Linked DNA regions of Danio rerio: region 1 is linked to region 2. A link is a contact called in public HiCAR-type data. All regions are on one chromosome and are shown on one strand. The core of a region is the stretch at or near the end of the contact, and the rest is flanking DNA. Distances in the headings are between cores, read along the strand shown.

Evidence for each region. HiCAR-type assays count read pairs that join an accessible place to other places.
Region 1: a contact with region 2 is called in a HiCAR-type map of caudal fin, with 7 times the contacts expected there. The contact joins two enhancer-like sites. A contact is called at or near these places in 2 of 18 Hi-C or Micro-C datasets (caudal fin and an unstated tissue) and 1 of 4 datasets of contacts at active chromatin or transcription factors (caudal fin).

The regions. Positions count from the first base shown.
Region 1 is chr11:6,743,644-6,751,042 of GRCz12tu, reverse strand. No RefSeq gene overlaps it. Among named protein-coding and RNA genes, the nearest start is that of si:dkey-246j7.1, 17 kb to the left of the region's middle. Within about 2 kb of position 5,577, at least 49 of the 62 cell types and tissues checked have an H3K27ac peak or open chromatin away from gene starts, as enhancers often do. A contact at or near this core is called in caudal fin, where this site is marked.
Region 2 is chr11:6,582,702-6,590,517 of GRCz12tu, reverse strand. LOC141376524 (a long non-coding RNA gene) reads left to right here. Exons shown (of 4, transcript XR_012386963.1): 4 at 1-1,548. Among named protein-coding and RNA genes, the nearest start is that of gadd45ba, 23 kb to the right of the region's middle. Within about 2 kb of position 2,452, at least 6 of the 62 cell types and tissues checked have an H3K27ac peak or open chromatin away from gene starts, as enhancers often do. A contact at or near this core is called in caudal fin, where this site is marked.

The DNA.
Region 1 (7,399 bases), core at 4,328-6,827, 160 kb before region 2:
ATTCAACACATTTCATTCATTTTATTGTTCCAGTTCCCTGAAACCTACATTTGCTTTCAGAACACAAAACTTAGTGAAGTTTATTTATAAACTAATTTCGAGAGGATCGCGTGCTTATGATTGCTTGCAGCTGGCCCCGCATTGTTAAATCTATGATACACCAATCAGACAATTCCTAAGCCACTATAAATACTCTACGTTCCATATAACAGCCATGTTCGTTTTTAAGAATCCCCCCTTCAACCTCTACTCCTCCTCCTTTTTTACATGGGTGGCAGTGTGGCCCAGTGGTTAGCACTGTTGCCTCACAGTAAGAACATCACTGGTTCTAGTCCTTACTAGGCTTGCCACGATAGACGGTGTTGACGGTGATAACGGTTTTAAGACGCAACACCGGTGACATCACTTTTCCACCGTGACACCGTCCCCACATTTTTATTTTTTTTAAGTATTTGTTGTTGTTTTTTTATTTTATTTATTTGAATTAAATGGAAAATATAATTATAAATAATTGACTTAAGACGAGAGCCTGCTCTATAATTAAAATCTGAACATAGCTACAATGCGTCATATTTCATTTATCACGTGAGGAGAAAAGAGGAGTCGAATTTACAGAAAGAGGATGGCGGACGATTTAGTGTCAAAACGCAATGCAAAAGCGTTTGTTTGGCAATATTTTGGGTTCAAACCAAATGCAAAAAGAGAACCTGAAGACGTTAATAAGGCAATCTGCAAGCTTTGCAGGTGGCAGCATCTAGAGGAAACATAACTAATTTATACACGCACCTTTAACGCACCTTTATGTTTAACTATGGGTGGGTCACGGATAGATCAATGGCCATAAATACGCAAGGCATATTCTCATTTTCGAAATCACGCGACCATCATCTCACAATATTTAATAATTTAAAATAATAATAATTTAATCTTATTTTTTTATTAAAACTAGTGATTTAGCAATGCCGCACCATTGACAATCCAACTGGAGAGAAACAACATCGCGACAACAGCCGTGAGCACTTTTTCCGAAGTTCAGCTGTTCTTTTTTGCACTTGATCATGTGTTTAATGTTAAAAAAAAATCAATAATGAATAGGCCGACAAGAGTGCATCCTGTGTGTGCGCGCATCTTTTATAACTGAGGCTGCTCTCTTCAAAAAACGAAAGTTGCTTCGTCTGTCTGGCAATATTTCGGATATTTTAATGGAATGAAAAGTTCATTTAGATGAGCCAATATTAAAAATTGCAATAAAGTAACTGAGACGTGCGGCCACACATCGAATCTGAGGTCTGATCGCTCTCTCTCTCTCTCTCTGTCATTCAGACATCGACACGCACACAAGTCAAGTTGCAAAACTTAGGCTGGTGCAGCTGACAGGTAGAATAGCTGAAGCCTTTGCGAAATATGTCAAAACACAGCACTGAAATTAACAGGCATAAATGTCTTTGAGCCAAAAAAAGTCTATTTGCAGGATATCTGTAAAAATGCAACTGGAGCCAATGTTAGGAGTTGTGTAGCCTATTAATTATATTAATTCAAATATAATGAAAACCAAAATAAAAAATTCATTGCATTTTTTGTTTGATAAAAATATACATAAACGAAAAAAAATCAAATGGTGGCCAGTTTGTATTAATGTGTTTCAAAACATATTATTTTACTGTGTACTTGGTTATAATGTATATTTTACAATAAAAACTAAACGTAGCATGTCTCGCTGTCATTTAAAACATGTAATTCATACCACGTGTGTGTGTTTTTACAGTCTATGGTGTGGACCTACAGTCTATGCAGTGTGTAAACGTACAGGGTGGTGTTGGTAGATAGCGGTCTAAAGGCTGATTTATACTTCTGCGTCAAACACCGGCGTAGGCTACGGCGCTGACGCATAGCCCTTCGCCGTGGCCATCGCCGTCACTGACGTGCACCTCTCAAAAATTGTAACTACACGTCGCAACAATGCGTAGCACAAGCTCTGTGATTGGTCGGCTTGCTAGCGCCGACGAGTCTGGGCGGGACCGAAAGCCTGCGCGAATGGCGCGAGCGATTGTTTACAAGTGTGGAGTCCCGTGAAGGAGCTCCGGATGGAAAGTTTTGTTCTGTGTTTACCTCATGGTTAAAGTTGTTGCACGTCCGCCGGTTCCTGCCTCAAAATGAGCGAGTTTGAGTCACTTGTACATCCAGGAAGTGTTCAGAATAGCAAAAAGAAGCGAAGAAACTCGACACAGAGGAACATTTACACCTCACTGCCCACTAGCGTTTCGGAAGTGTTAATGCAGACCAACGGAGACAGCGCGCAGAAGTATAAATGCACAGTTGCGCGCGATGCCTGCGCCGTGAGTTGCGCCGGTCACTTGACGCAGAAGTATAAACCAGGCTTTACTGCGCACCGAACTCCAATCCGAGGGAGATTGTTATTTTTTTCTAAAATGTAAATTTGTTTTGTCCTTGGTAAAATTGTTTTTCCTATGTAATTATGTCTGATGATAAGTAAAAATGTTTTTCAAAATGTTAATTTGTCTCGAGCCTTGTAAAACTGTTTCACACTTTGTAATGTTGTTTTGCACTTCCCGGCCACCGTACGTACCGCTCCTTAATCGCTTTATAACAAAAATAAAAAATAAAACAACCTTTTACTTTTCATATAACTCTGCATTTGATCTTTAACAGTTTAGTACACAGAATATCTCGTTAAACAGAACTTTTGAGCATTAACAACAAAGATGTATTTTAGATAAGGATCCCACAATCATGAACGCGTCTTACCTATCAGTGTTGATAACACAAACTGAGGAAAATATGGTGCACTGCGCATTTTTCAACACTTTAGCATGTCAAGAGGCTCAAACAACACAAAAGAAATCAAAATACCACAAATACACCAGTGTCATAGCGACATCTTGTGGACAAAACAAAACACCGCCCTGCATATACAAAGTAAGCAAATCTGTTCTGTTTTTGCAAATGTCATCGAATGCAAACAAAAACTCCCCTCAGAGACGTAGCTTTGCACAAACATTAGGCCCTGATCCATTTCTATGTACACTATTCAAGAGGAAAACTGTTTTTATTTAATTAATTTAATTATTTTGCTAACAAAATTTTACAGTCATATATGTAAATTTACCAATAGGAAACCCAACTTTAAGGTGTTGATGACTGAATTATGCTTATATATTAGTAGTATCAGAGACTCTCTAAATAAAAATGCGCTTTAAAACTTTGTGAACTCTACAATGTATTTATTTGATTATTACATATGTATGTTTGTATTTTGATTTATGCTTACCCACTGGCATGTATATTTTTGTACTGTTAAAATGTTATAATAAACAATAATACAACATTTGGCCCTGATCCAGTGACATCACTGTGACTGCATAAACACAAACACACACACACCCACTCTCGATATTGATCTGATGTTGCTTTCACACACCAGTAGCACACTGTGTACAGCACAGCAGCATTGGTTCACATCCCTTGAATATTTTTCCAGAACCTTAGGGGTCAAGTCAGCTGATTGGCTGAGGGGGACAAATTCTCTGATTGGCCATGCCGCCGTTGCTCTGTGACTGGGATTTGCTGAGAGATCTACTTATGGTCTGTGCGATGCTGGGAAGCTCAAGAGAATTCCAGAATGGCAGTGCATCAACCGCATGTACTCTGTGCCACCCTCCACTTCCTGTTAATAAAACATGCTTGGACTCTGTTCTTTGGACAGCCAGAACACTGGAATTGTTGTATAGACTTAGCCAACTGGTCTGCTCCAGCTCAGCTTTGTCAGTTTTTTCTCTAAAACACAAGAAAGACATTTAATAAGATTCTGACAGTGTGATAATCTTGGATAAACATACTGTACCTCGGATACACAGTATTGTGATCAGTGCTTTAATATACACTCACCGGCCACTTTATTAGGTACACCCTTTTTGCCTTCAGAACTGCCTTAATGCTTTGTGGCATTGATTCAACAATGTACTGGGAATACTTCTCAGAGATTTTGGTCCATATTGACATGATAGCATCACACAGTTGCTGCAGATTTGTCGGCTGCACATTCATGATGCGAATCTCCCGTTCCACCACATCCCAAAGGTGCTCTATTGGATTAAGTGGTGACTGTGGAGGCCATTTGAGTACAGTGAACTCATTGTCATGTTCAACAAACCTGCTGGAAGTAGCCATCAGAAGATGTGTACACTGTTGTCATAAAGGGATGGACATGGTCAGAACAATACTCAGGTAGTCTGTGGTGTTGACAAGATGCTGAATGGTACTATTGATAACTTAAATCTCCTTTCTTCCCTATTCTGATGCACAGTTTGAACTGCCGCAGATTGTCTTGACCATGTCTACATGGTTAAATGCATTAAACAAACGTCAGGCTAAATAATTAAAATAAATAATTGACTTCTGCTATCTTTATTAGTTTCAAAAACGGATTTCTTTACAACTTGATAAGTCATGTTTGCATATCTTTCTTTTCTTTGGACATAAAGTAAGTCACTGCACTGTTCGGGTTTATAGCATGCTTGGATGTTGCTACCTAAGCCTGACCATAAGAATCATACAAACCAGTAGTTTTTGATGTGAATGGTCCTTGTTGCTGTAAAACAAAACAAAACAAAAAAAGTCAGAAAAAGCATATGAAAATAAATAAAAAAACAAGTACAGGTACTGTAGGAATGGTATAACAGAAAAATTGAGCGGTTTAAAAACCTTTTCCAAACCACAGTAAACCTTAAAACCGGTTATTATCAATTATTATCAGTTATTGTCAAGTATTATCAATTGATTTGCGGCGCTAGCCTGCTGATCCTGACGGCGTTAGAGGCTACTCAATCTTTCATCTTGTTTTAAGCTTCAACAAATAAATGAATGCTTAAATATATTTAACTGAATGTATTTTAATTACATTTCAACATTGATGCAGTAAAAAGAACCTTATGAAATGGAAAATAGTCACATTAACCATTCACCGGAAGTTTATTGTTGGCTGGAAAACACTAGCTGTGCATTAGCACCAGAGGTGTTTAAGGCGGCTTATTAAAAATTAAAAGTCCTTGTGACTATTTACCTCATTGTACAACATTATGTTCATCAACATAAGGTTGTTTTGTAATGCCTTTTATATTAATAAGTAAAATAACCTAATGGTACAGCATCTGTACCAACAGTCTTAGGCCTACCTAATAACTTTTAGAAACATGATTTTTCTAAAATAGACAAATTCACTTATAAATCTCACTATTTTTATGCTGTAAGTATTCTCAAGTTATTTTCCACAACCAAAACCAAATTAGAGGGAATCCACTTCAAATTATTCTTCCAGGTTCTGTCATTTCCGGTTAAATATTTAATGTTTAACATTTAGACATGATTCGTTTACAAAAATACCATTTTCAGACAGAGCATCGTCCATAAAAGTTATAAAAGTTGACCAATGCGAATCCTGTAATAGTTCACCAGCAGGTGGCGATACAAGACCAGTGTTTGCTATTTCTGTGGCTGTCTCTTGTTGTTTAGTCTGCTGTGCAGGGCAGACGGCCAGGGTGGCTGAGGTAAATTCCTCTGCTGTTACATCAGGTCGCCAGTAGACTTGACTCATCCGAGCGGTCGGAGATTTTCAGGATCTTGTCTAGGAGCTTCTGCAGGAAACCAGACGGCTGACTACTGTCTAGTTTCCCAACACACTGATGTATGCGTCTATCCCCAAATCTGATCAAATATGTGTTGAGTTGTAGCTGGCGTCTATTTTTACTACAGCGACACAATAACCGGGGTTGGTATGTTGCTGTTGCATTCGTGTTGCATCAAACGTTTGCAGGAGATCAGACTGACTGAGATGTGATGTTTTATCAACTGAATTGTTCAGAAAAAATGCAATGTATACTACATTTACGTACTTGAACATTTACTAAACGTTTACTACGATTAGCATATTTTAAAGGGTCAGTTTGCCTTAAAAAACGTAAAGGTCATAATTTTCTCACTCTTGTTTGAGCTAATTCTTTCTTTTAAACACAGTAGACAATATTTTCAAAAAGCTTTGACTTCTGTAGTATCTGTTTTTCCTAATATGCAAGTCAATGGTTACAGGCTTTCTCCGTAAAATCTTTTGTTTCATCAGAAGACACTAATACAAGTTTAGAACCACTTACGGGTGGGTAAAAATTAAGTAAATGCTCATTTTAGGCTGAACTATCCCTTTAAATAATGAACAGAAACTAATGTATGTTATTTTTTATAAATATTAAATTTAATTGTTAGGGTGCCATCCATAAAAATCGTGCAAAAACATGATGAAACATTTAGAAAACATACATAATAGCTTCTATGTGCTTTCGAAACTGTATCCTTCGAGTGGCATTTAATTCCACGCTGGAAGAGAGAGTTTGCTCAGTCATTGTTTCTCCCGGTACTCTCCATGACTCAGCGTTCCTTGTTTACTTTACATACACAGTGACTGCATGGCATTTCCTTTTACCCTGTATTGAGAAAGTTGAAAACAACAATGATAAAAACAGCAACAGCAACATACTGCCTCCCCTCTACTCTTCTTCGAAAGCAACGGCCGATATGTTTTCATGTTTTTGAACTTGTTTTGATGGATGCAGCTGAGCTGGGAAGTCATTCCTGTTTTCATCATACAGCGAGACCCCCTCCCACTCTATCACATGTGGGCTTCTCAAAAACAAACCGTCCAGGCACAAGGGAAGGGGAGGGGGGCTTGCGCGAAAAGGGGAGGACATTTGGAGAATGGCCAGAGATGTTTTGTTGGAGGGATGTTTTTTTCTGTGCACATGGAGGATTGCAGTAGAGTTGCCTCATGTGGTGCTTTCCCCACAAAAAGTCACAATCTGTCACCTGCTCTCTGCAGTGCGCTGCTCTAGTTGAGCCAGACCCAAGACCACAATAAACAAAATATGATTCTGTTAGCGATGTTCCCACAGTTCTGGACACAAACATGTTGACATTTTAGTTGCCAGTGTTACTGAAACTAGATTTTCAAGGAGATAAATGTGTAAGACGAAACATGGGTTTTATTCATGACAGATTAAATGCCATAATAGGTGTTTGTGAGGATGCAGATGTTTGATCACAGTAAGGTGATACCCTGTTTATGGTTATGTGTTTAGACTGCAACAACATTGGCTAAAAATACTAACTTTTGAAAACAGATTGCTAAAGTACATATGAGTTACATATTCAGTCTATAGATGCATCCACGTATTTAAAAACACAACAACAGGACTATTTGTCTGTGAATGATCCATATGTGTGCAGTTATGTAATGTTTCTCCTGGAGTGACATCACTATCCACTCTGTTACATGTTTAGTTATTTTTGTGGGCACATGCATGTGATCACTGGTTGTTTTGTCAGTTTGTTTTCA
Region 2 (7,816 bases), core at 1,203-3,702:
TCTTTATAAATATTACTGGAAATATTATAAATATAACTGGAAAAGGCAGAGGGATTTTATAAACAATTTCCATATTAAAACATGAATTATCATCTAAAAGCAAGTTTAAAGAAACTCATAAACATTAATTATTAAGTTCTATAATACAAAACAACTTGCAAAACATAAAACTATAGGTATTCTCAACTAAATAAGCAATTTTTAATAAACATTTGGTAAGCATTTTCTGATAAACACATATTCATTATTGATATCCACACATTTTTGCATTTGCTTTCCACTATACGCACGTGAGCGGGCAAAAGTCCGGCATATGCAAAGTGTTCATGCAGACATTTTAGCATTGTAAAACTAATCAAACATTGTGCATATGTCTTTAAAATACTTTTGCATAATTCTATTTCTATTTTAAAATTAAGTAAATTAAATTAACTTGTGATTACAGAAAAAAATTTGGCGATGACAGGATCTCGGGGATAAAACAAGCAACAAACCCAGTGGATCACGGAACACATACAAGACTTCATGAACAGCTAAACACTGTGTGCCGTCGGCAGAGTCCGTTTACGCAGTCTCACCCAGTCATCAACATAAGGTCTCACAGCTTGGCAGGTCTGTCTTGCCTTCAGAAAGCATGTGCAGTCTTGAATAATTAAGAAGCAGGGTCTTCTCAAATAAGAAAACTCCGCTATGCACTTGCAGTTTTGCGCTACGTCACAGATTTTGATTCCACCCCAAAAATCCTTTTAAACCCGGAAGATGAAATTAGCCGACAAAAGCTCAAAATGATACAGTTTTTCCCACAATTAAAGCTGACAGGTGCTAACATTGTCTTAAGTGATGCTCAACACACACAAATCTGTTAAAATCTCAAAAAAAAAACAAAAAAAAAAGTACTTGAGGGTTTCTTGAACCTTTAAGCATCCCAAATTGCTTTTGTTGTATAGACGGGCAGCCCCGTACTCTTTGATGACACGTTCTAACTTTCCATTAGTGTAGGCTCACTGCAGATGCTTTAGACGTTTCTCTTTTTCAGCTCTGTTTTCTGTGTATGCCCAGAGAAAGTTGATGAGGAAACTATGTTGTTGCTCTGATACTATGAAACTAGTTTTAGGTACTTTCGAATTTAAAAACACATCATGCGAGTTTCCTTGAAGTTCCATTCTTTGTTAAAGGTTTAAGAAACCCTCGGGTACTTTTTTTTTGAGATTTTAACAGATTTGTGTGTGCTGAGCATCTGTTAGGACAATGTTAGCTTTAACTGTGGGGAAAACTGGAGAATTTTAAGCTTTTGTCGGCTAATTTCATCTTCTGGGTTTAAAATGATTTTTGCGGCAGGATCAAAATCGGCGACGTAACGCAAAACTGCAATCTATATAGCTTAAGGGGGCTAATAATTTTGACCTTAAAAGGAGTTTTAAAAATTTAAAAACTGTTTTTATTCTAGCCAAAATAAAACAAATAGAACTTTCTTCTGATTTTTTTTTATCAGACATATTGTGAAAATGCCCTTGTTCTGTTAAACATAATTTAATATTCTGAATATTTAAAAAAGAAAAAAAAAATATCAAAGGAGGGCGAATAATTCTGACTTCAACTGTATGTGTAGAACCCAGAATGGGTATCAGTTTAACTCAAGACAACAGTCATATTAATGAGAATATTTAAAGAGTTTACACTTAGATACTGTTTGACAACTTGTTAGCAAGTTAGCAGGTTTGGCATGCTGTCCCGGGAGAGAACCCTGAGCTCGGAGATAGTTGAGCCCAGGGCTCCCGCCAGGTCCATAAAGCCTGTGAGGGGAGTACGAGGTCAGGTGTTCTCGAGAGCTCCCCTCGGTTTCTTCAGAAAACGAAAATAAGGGAGTATATCTTAGCTAGGTTATTTATAGTGACTTTGGATCGATCCGATTGGCTACCCAATGAGTGTAGATGAGTGGCCAGCTGAAGTCAATCATATCACGTGCTCCTCTCGAAATTAGTTTGTGAAACTACATTCAGTTATAAAAGTACTTCTTTTTATAAAAACAACTTCCACTCCTTTTTTTTCAGTTATACTGCACCCTTGGTTGTTATGGCTAAAAATATCCCAGTGAACACAATATCAGATATGATTGTTTTAGCATTCAGCTCGGTACTAATTTAGAAGGCTGTGACATTTATGTGGGATCAGCGTTTAATCTTAGACACGTATTTTTACATGGATAATGAAGGAGAAGCTGTCTGGTCAGACTTGTGCACATTCCCGTATTCAGATCGGCGCCCTTTTGAGGAGGGTTTGATTGTGAATGGGCCAAATAGGCGTATTAGGGCGATTTGGGTTTACCCAAAGTCTGCAGACGAACAAAATGATTTAAATGTGGAGCTTCTCACCACATTTCAACCACCGAGAGGAGGGTTGTGTTGTTGTGGCTGCTCTACCCAAGCGCCCGTTTCCATTTCAAGCTTCGGTGTGTATGTGTGAAGTTTATTTAGTTCCAGTAGTGAGGTGGTTATTGCTCCTATGATTGTCGGGTGGAAGGACTTCCAGTCCAGACGATTTTCCCAGCCTGTGGCATGAGTGAGTGAGTCAGCCGGAGATCTTTCTGTGTGTTTGAGCATCCATAAATAAGTAGATTAACATGTTTCCTAGTCAAAGCCACTGTACGGAACCTGTCTGGAATGTTCTGCCGTTTCTGTTTTGCACATGCTCACTCTTTATGGCACTTACTGTTTGCTGCTCGGTCAAAACTACTTGTTTAAAATGAGTTGAGTTGAGATTTTGGAGGGAAAAACTGTTCAATTTAATTTGTCTTTATTTCTATAGCGCGTTTACAATGTAGATTGTGTCAAAGAAGCTTAACATAGAAGTTCTAATTGAAACTGTCGGTTCAGTTTTCAGAATTGAAGTTCGGTGTATTTCAGTTCAGTGTGGATTCATTTTCACTGCTGAAAGTCCAAACACTGAAGAGCAAATCCATCGATGCGCAGCTCCATAAGTCCCAAAACCAAGCAAGGCAGTGCCGACAGTGGCGAGGAACAAAACTTCACCAATTGACGAAAGTGAAGGAAAAAACCTCAAGAGAAACCAGGCTCAGCTGGGGATGACCATTTCTCTTCTGGCCAAAGTTCTTGTGCAGAGTTGCAGTCTAGGCGATGAGGCTGGAGATTGCTGGACTTCCATCATGGATGGGCTTAAATGTGTCAAAAACTAAGAAGTTAACTTAATTCCTTCATGTTGTACTAACACAAATCGATTGTGTGGAATCCAGCTTTTTTTTAGAGCTATTGAGAATGTCAAATGCATAATGAAAAAGTAAAGGGGGGATCTTGGTGCTAGAGTTTCAGGGCAGCAATTGTGGGACAATTGAATGAGTCAAGTTTCCAGTGCTAACCGTCCATACTCCCCCCTATGCAAAACCATACACACACTGCCCCTCCCATCATCTTTTTGTTGGTCAGAAAATAGGGATAACAAGAGGGTGTGTGTGTGTGTGCGTGTGCATGGCAATGGGGTCGTTTCTATTTTTAGTGTCGGTACGTCTCATTGAGTCAGCCCTGTGCTTGAGGTTGGGGGCTCGATCTCTTTGATCGTAATTATAACCCACAAACTCTGGACACGTAGCTACCAATTCAAGAGCACATGATATCTATAAATAAACGGCAATTTGATCATCATGACATTTCTCTCAGTCCTGCTTTATTTGCGTTTCACTACATTGCATTTAACTTTCAATTGAAAATTATACAGAGCGCATGAATGTAACAGTCCAGGATTTGTTTGCTGGAATCACACAAACTTACAAGACGCTGCATCTTTGTTGTGGTGGGAGAAAATGGATTTGCTGTGCGTTGACAGTAACTCACTTTCTGTGGATGTCTGTAGGGTAGAGCGCTGAACCAGGATAATTGTTAGCACACGTTTTATGGTTAAACTTCTACACACTGATTAAAAAGTGTAGCCACAAAAAAAGTATTATACAAGTTAGCATGAGGGCGGCGCGACGGCTCAGGGGTTATCACTGTCGCCTTGCAGCAAGAAGGTCCCTGGATCGAGTACTAGCTGCACTGTAAAAAATGGCCGTGATTTCAACGGTAAAAAACTGTAAAAAATGCTACAGTACAAATTCGTAACGGTTAACGGTATGTTTCCTTAATATATACGGCGAATAACTGTAAATTGACTTTCCCAGAATTCCCTGCATGGCACATCACTTTTTATGCATTTGGTTGACACTAATATGGATCTTTTTCGTTGTTTCACCCTCAGTTATGTACATTAGAGATTTATGTTACGTCAAATGTTGATAAACAATGTTTATTTCATGACTTTAATTTTATGCGTGTTACCATACTGGTGTTTAGTAGCTGTGTGAATGACACTGAGCACCTTCTATATGCTGATACTCTTTTCTGCTTGTGGGAAAAGTTGATTGTGATGAGCTTTGGCTCTTTATGTAACTTCCTCATCACCACCTGCATGTGGGTGTGCTAACGTGTCTAACTGCGTAACAAAAGATGTGTAGATGTTGATCATTCAAAATACGGTAATTTACTGTAAAAATTAAAAATTACTTTTACGGTTTGTACCGTGTTTTTAACGGTAAAGTACTGGCAACCACAGCTGCCGTTTTTTTACCGTAAATTTTACGGATTTATTTTTTACAGTGTGGACCAGTTGGCATTTCCGAGTGGAGTTTGCATGTTCTCCCCGTTTTCATGTGGTTTCATGCTCCGGTTTCCCACACAGTCTAAAAACATGTGCTATAGGTGAACTGAATAAACTAAATTGTACGTAGTATATGAGTGTGTGTGTGTGTGAGAGAGAATGAGTGAGATTGGTTGTTTCCCAATACTGGGTTGCAGCTGGATAGGCATCCACTGTGTAAAACATATACTGGATAAGTTAGTGGTTCATTCCGCTGTGGCAACCTCTAAAATAGAGGCTAAGCCAAAGGAAAATGAATGAATTAAGTTAGTTAGAAGGCTAGTAATACTATAGTGACTATAATGGCCGTGATTTCAACGGTAAAAAACTGTAAAAATGATACAGTACAAATCCGTAACCTGGTTAACGGTATGTTTCCTTAATATATACGGTGAATAACCGTAAATTGACTTTCCCAAAATTCCCTGCATGGCACATCACTTTTTATGCATTTGGTTGACATTAATATGGATCTTTTTTGTTGTTTCCCCATCAGTTATGTACATTAGAGATTTATGTTACATCAAATGTTGATAAATAATGTTTATTTCATGACTTTTATTTTATGCGTGTTTAGTAGCTGTGTGAATGACACTGAGCACCTTCTATATGCTGATACTCTTTTCTGCTTGTGGGAAAAGTTGATTGTGATGAGCTTTGGCTCTATATATAACTTCCTCATCACCACCTGCATGTGGGTGAGCTAACGTGTCTAACTGTGTAACAAAAGATGTGTAGATGTTGACCATTCAAAATACAGACATATTACCTCGATAAATTAATAAAATACGGTAATTTACCGTGAATATGAGAAATTAATTTTACGGTTTGTACCGTGTTTTTAATGGTAAAGTACTGCCAACCACAGCTGCCGGTTTTTTACCGTAAATTTTACGGATTTGAATGAGTAAATTTTACGGATTTATTTTTTACAGTGTAACTAGTTACTAAAAAAAATGTTTCTTGCTGTTTGTACAACTGACCTATATTAAATGAGCTATGCAAGAACTTATTTCAAATACACAATAAAACAAAAACAGTAAATTCTCATTCTTTGAAGTTTATTTCATCTTGTCAAAGTGATCAACAATTAGTCTTGGATCCAGAGGAAAATGTCACTGTGACATTAATAAGAACTGCCAACAGAAACTGTGTCTTTCTCCTCCTTTCACAAAGACCCATTTCTGCAGTTTAGCTTTAGTCACCACACCCTGCAACTCCCACTGTCCCCCCTCTCTCAACCCCATCCCACAGCAGCCCACCCAACCCCTCCAACCAGCTTTCCACTGCGGCTGCGGCTCGGGACGGGTGAAGTTCAAATGGGCTGCACTTAAAGATTCCTTTCAACCCTTTCGGGTCAGTCAGACCTTTTGGTGTAAATGTAAACCTCACTCTGAAGAGTCCACATGAAGGCCTCGTGTCATTAAAGGCTTCCTGCCACTTTTGCACATACCTTTCAATTAACTGTCACCTCAAACAAAGACACATGCACAAGGGGCCAAACAATGGCTGCTCTTGTGTTAGCAAACCCCGAGGTGAAATTCTTACCGTTGGTTCATTTTCTAAGTGAACTTACTAAACCTCAGCTGGCAAAAGAGCACGGAGAAAGCTTTAAGTGTGCATTGTTTCTGTCGGTTAAGTGAAATTCATGCTGCGATTTCAAAGGAATCAAATCAATTTCTTCTATCTGAAATAAATACATCCAAATCTGCATGTACAAGCTTACAGTTGTAAGAATTATTTGCCCTCCTCAATTGTTAGCCACCCTGTTTATTTTTCCCCAGATTCTGTTAAACACAAAGACTTGTTCAACATCTTCTAAACATAATAGTTTTAATAACTAATTTCTAATTACAGATTTTTTTTTATCTTTGCCAAGATGAGAGTACATTACATGACATAAGTCTTGTCGTCGACCCCAGTTGTAAAAACGACAAATAATAACTTGACTTCAAGCTAATCATGAGGAAAAGTGGCAGATTTTAAAGATGAATCATCTGTTGAGCTGCATCCCAATCATCACAGATACTACAGAAGACCTATTGGAGCCTGCATGGACCCATGAATCTCGCAGAAATTAGCCAAGAAAAATCTTGGTTTCAGGTTATATTCAGTATGGGGGTGTGTGAGAGAAGTTCCTGAAAGCAAAGAAGGACAAGGTGCTCAAGGATTGGCCAACCCAGTCACAAAACATGAACATTATTAAGATGTTTGGAGTACAATTAAGTAATAGGCATTGAATATGAATCCAAAGAATCTTGACCAACTTTGGGAGTCCTGCAGGAATGCTTTCTTTGCCGTCATTTCTCTGCATCAGTCATTGGAGAGATGTATGGATGCAGCCGTCCAAGCTCATGGGAGTCATACACAATAAGAATTTTTTTTTCCACTGCAGCATGACTTTATATTCTGTACTGGACATTATTTCTGTTAGGTGACAAGACTTTTGTCTAAGCAAAGTCAGACCTTACTGTCCTAATTAAATCATTAAAAATCAAGGCATGATCATATTTTATTTTGGTCAAATAAGCGTAATCTAAAGGCATTTGCCTTTTATATAAGCCACTTCTGATACCACATGATCAACTAGAAGTCAAGTTATTAACTGTTCCTAAAACTTGAATAGGCAATAAGACCTTTGTCAGGTAGTGCATATAATATTTTTATTTTTTAAAGATATTCGTATTCAGCATAAAATGACATTTAAAGGCTTAGATTAATAATGCAAGTCGTTGTATAACGACGGTTTGTTCTGTAGACAGTCAAAATATATATATATATTGTTTAGGAGGGCTAATATTATTGACCTTAATTTTTTTTTTTTTTTTAAATAAAAGCTGGTTTTATTCTAGCCAAAATAAAACAAACCAGACTTTCTTCAGAAGAAAAAAAAATATTACAGAAATATACTGTGAAAAAAAAATATTGCTCTGTTAAAAATCATTTGGGAAATATATAAAAAATAAAAATCACAAATAATTTTGACTTCAACTGTATTTGGATGAACAGTATATTTAATGTATTTTTAGTATGGAAAAAGTCCATCGCTTGGAAATGCATGGCGTTTCACGCAATAAAGTTCTATGGCTCTTTAACAATATTTCATCCTCGTATTTACAGAGATGGATGC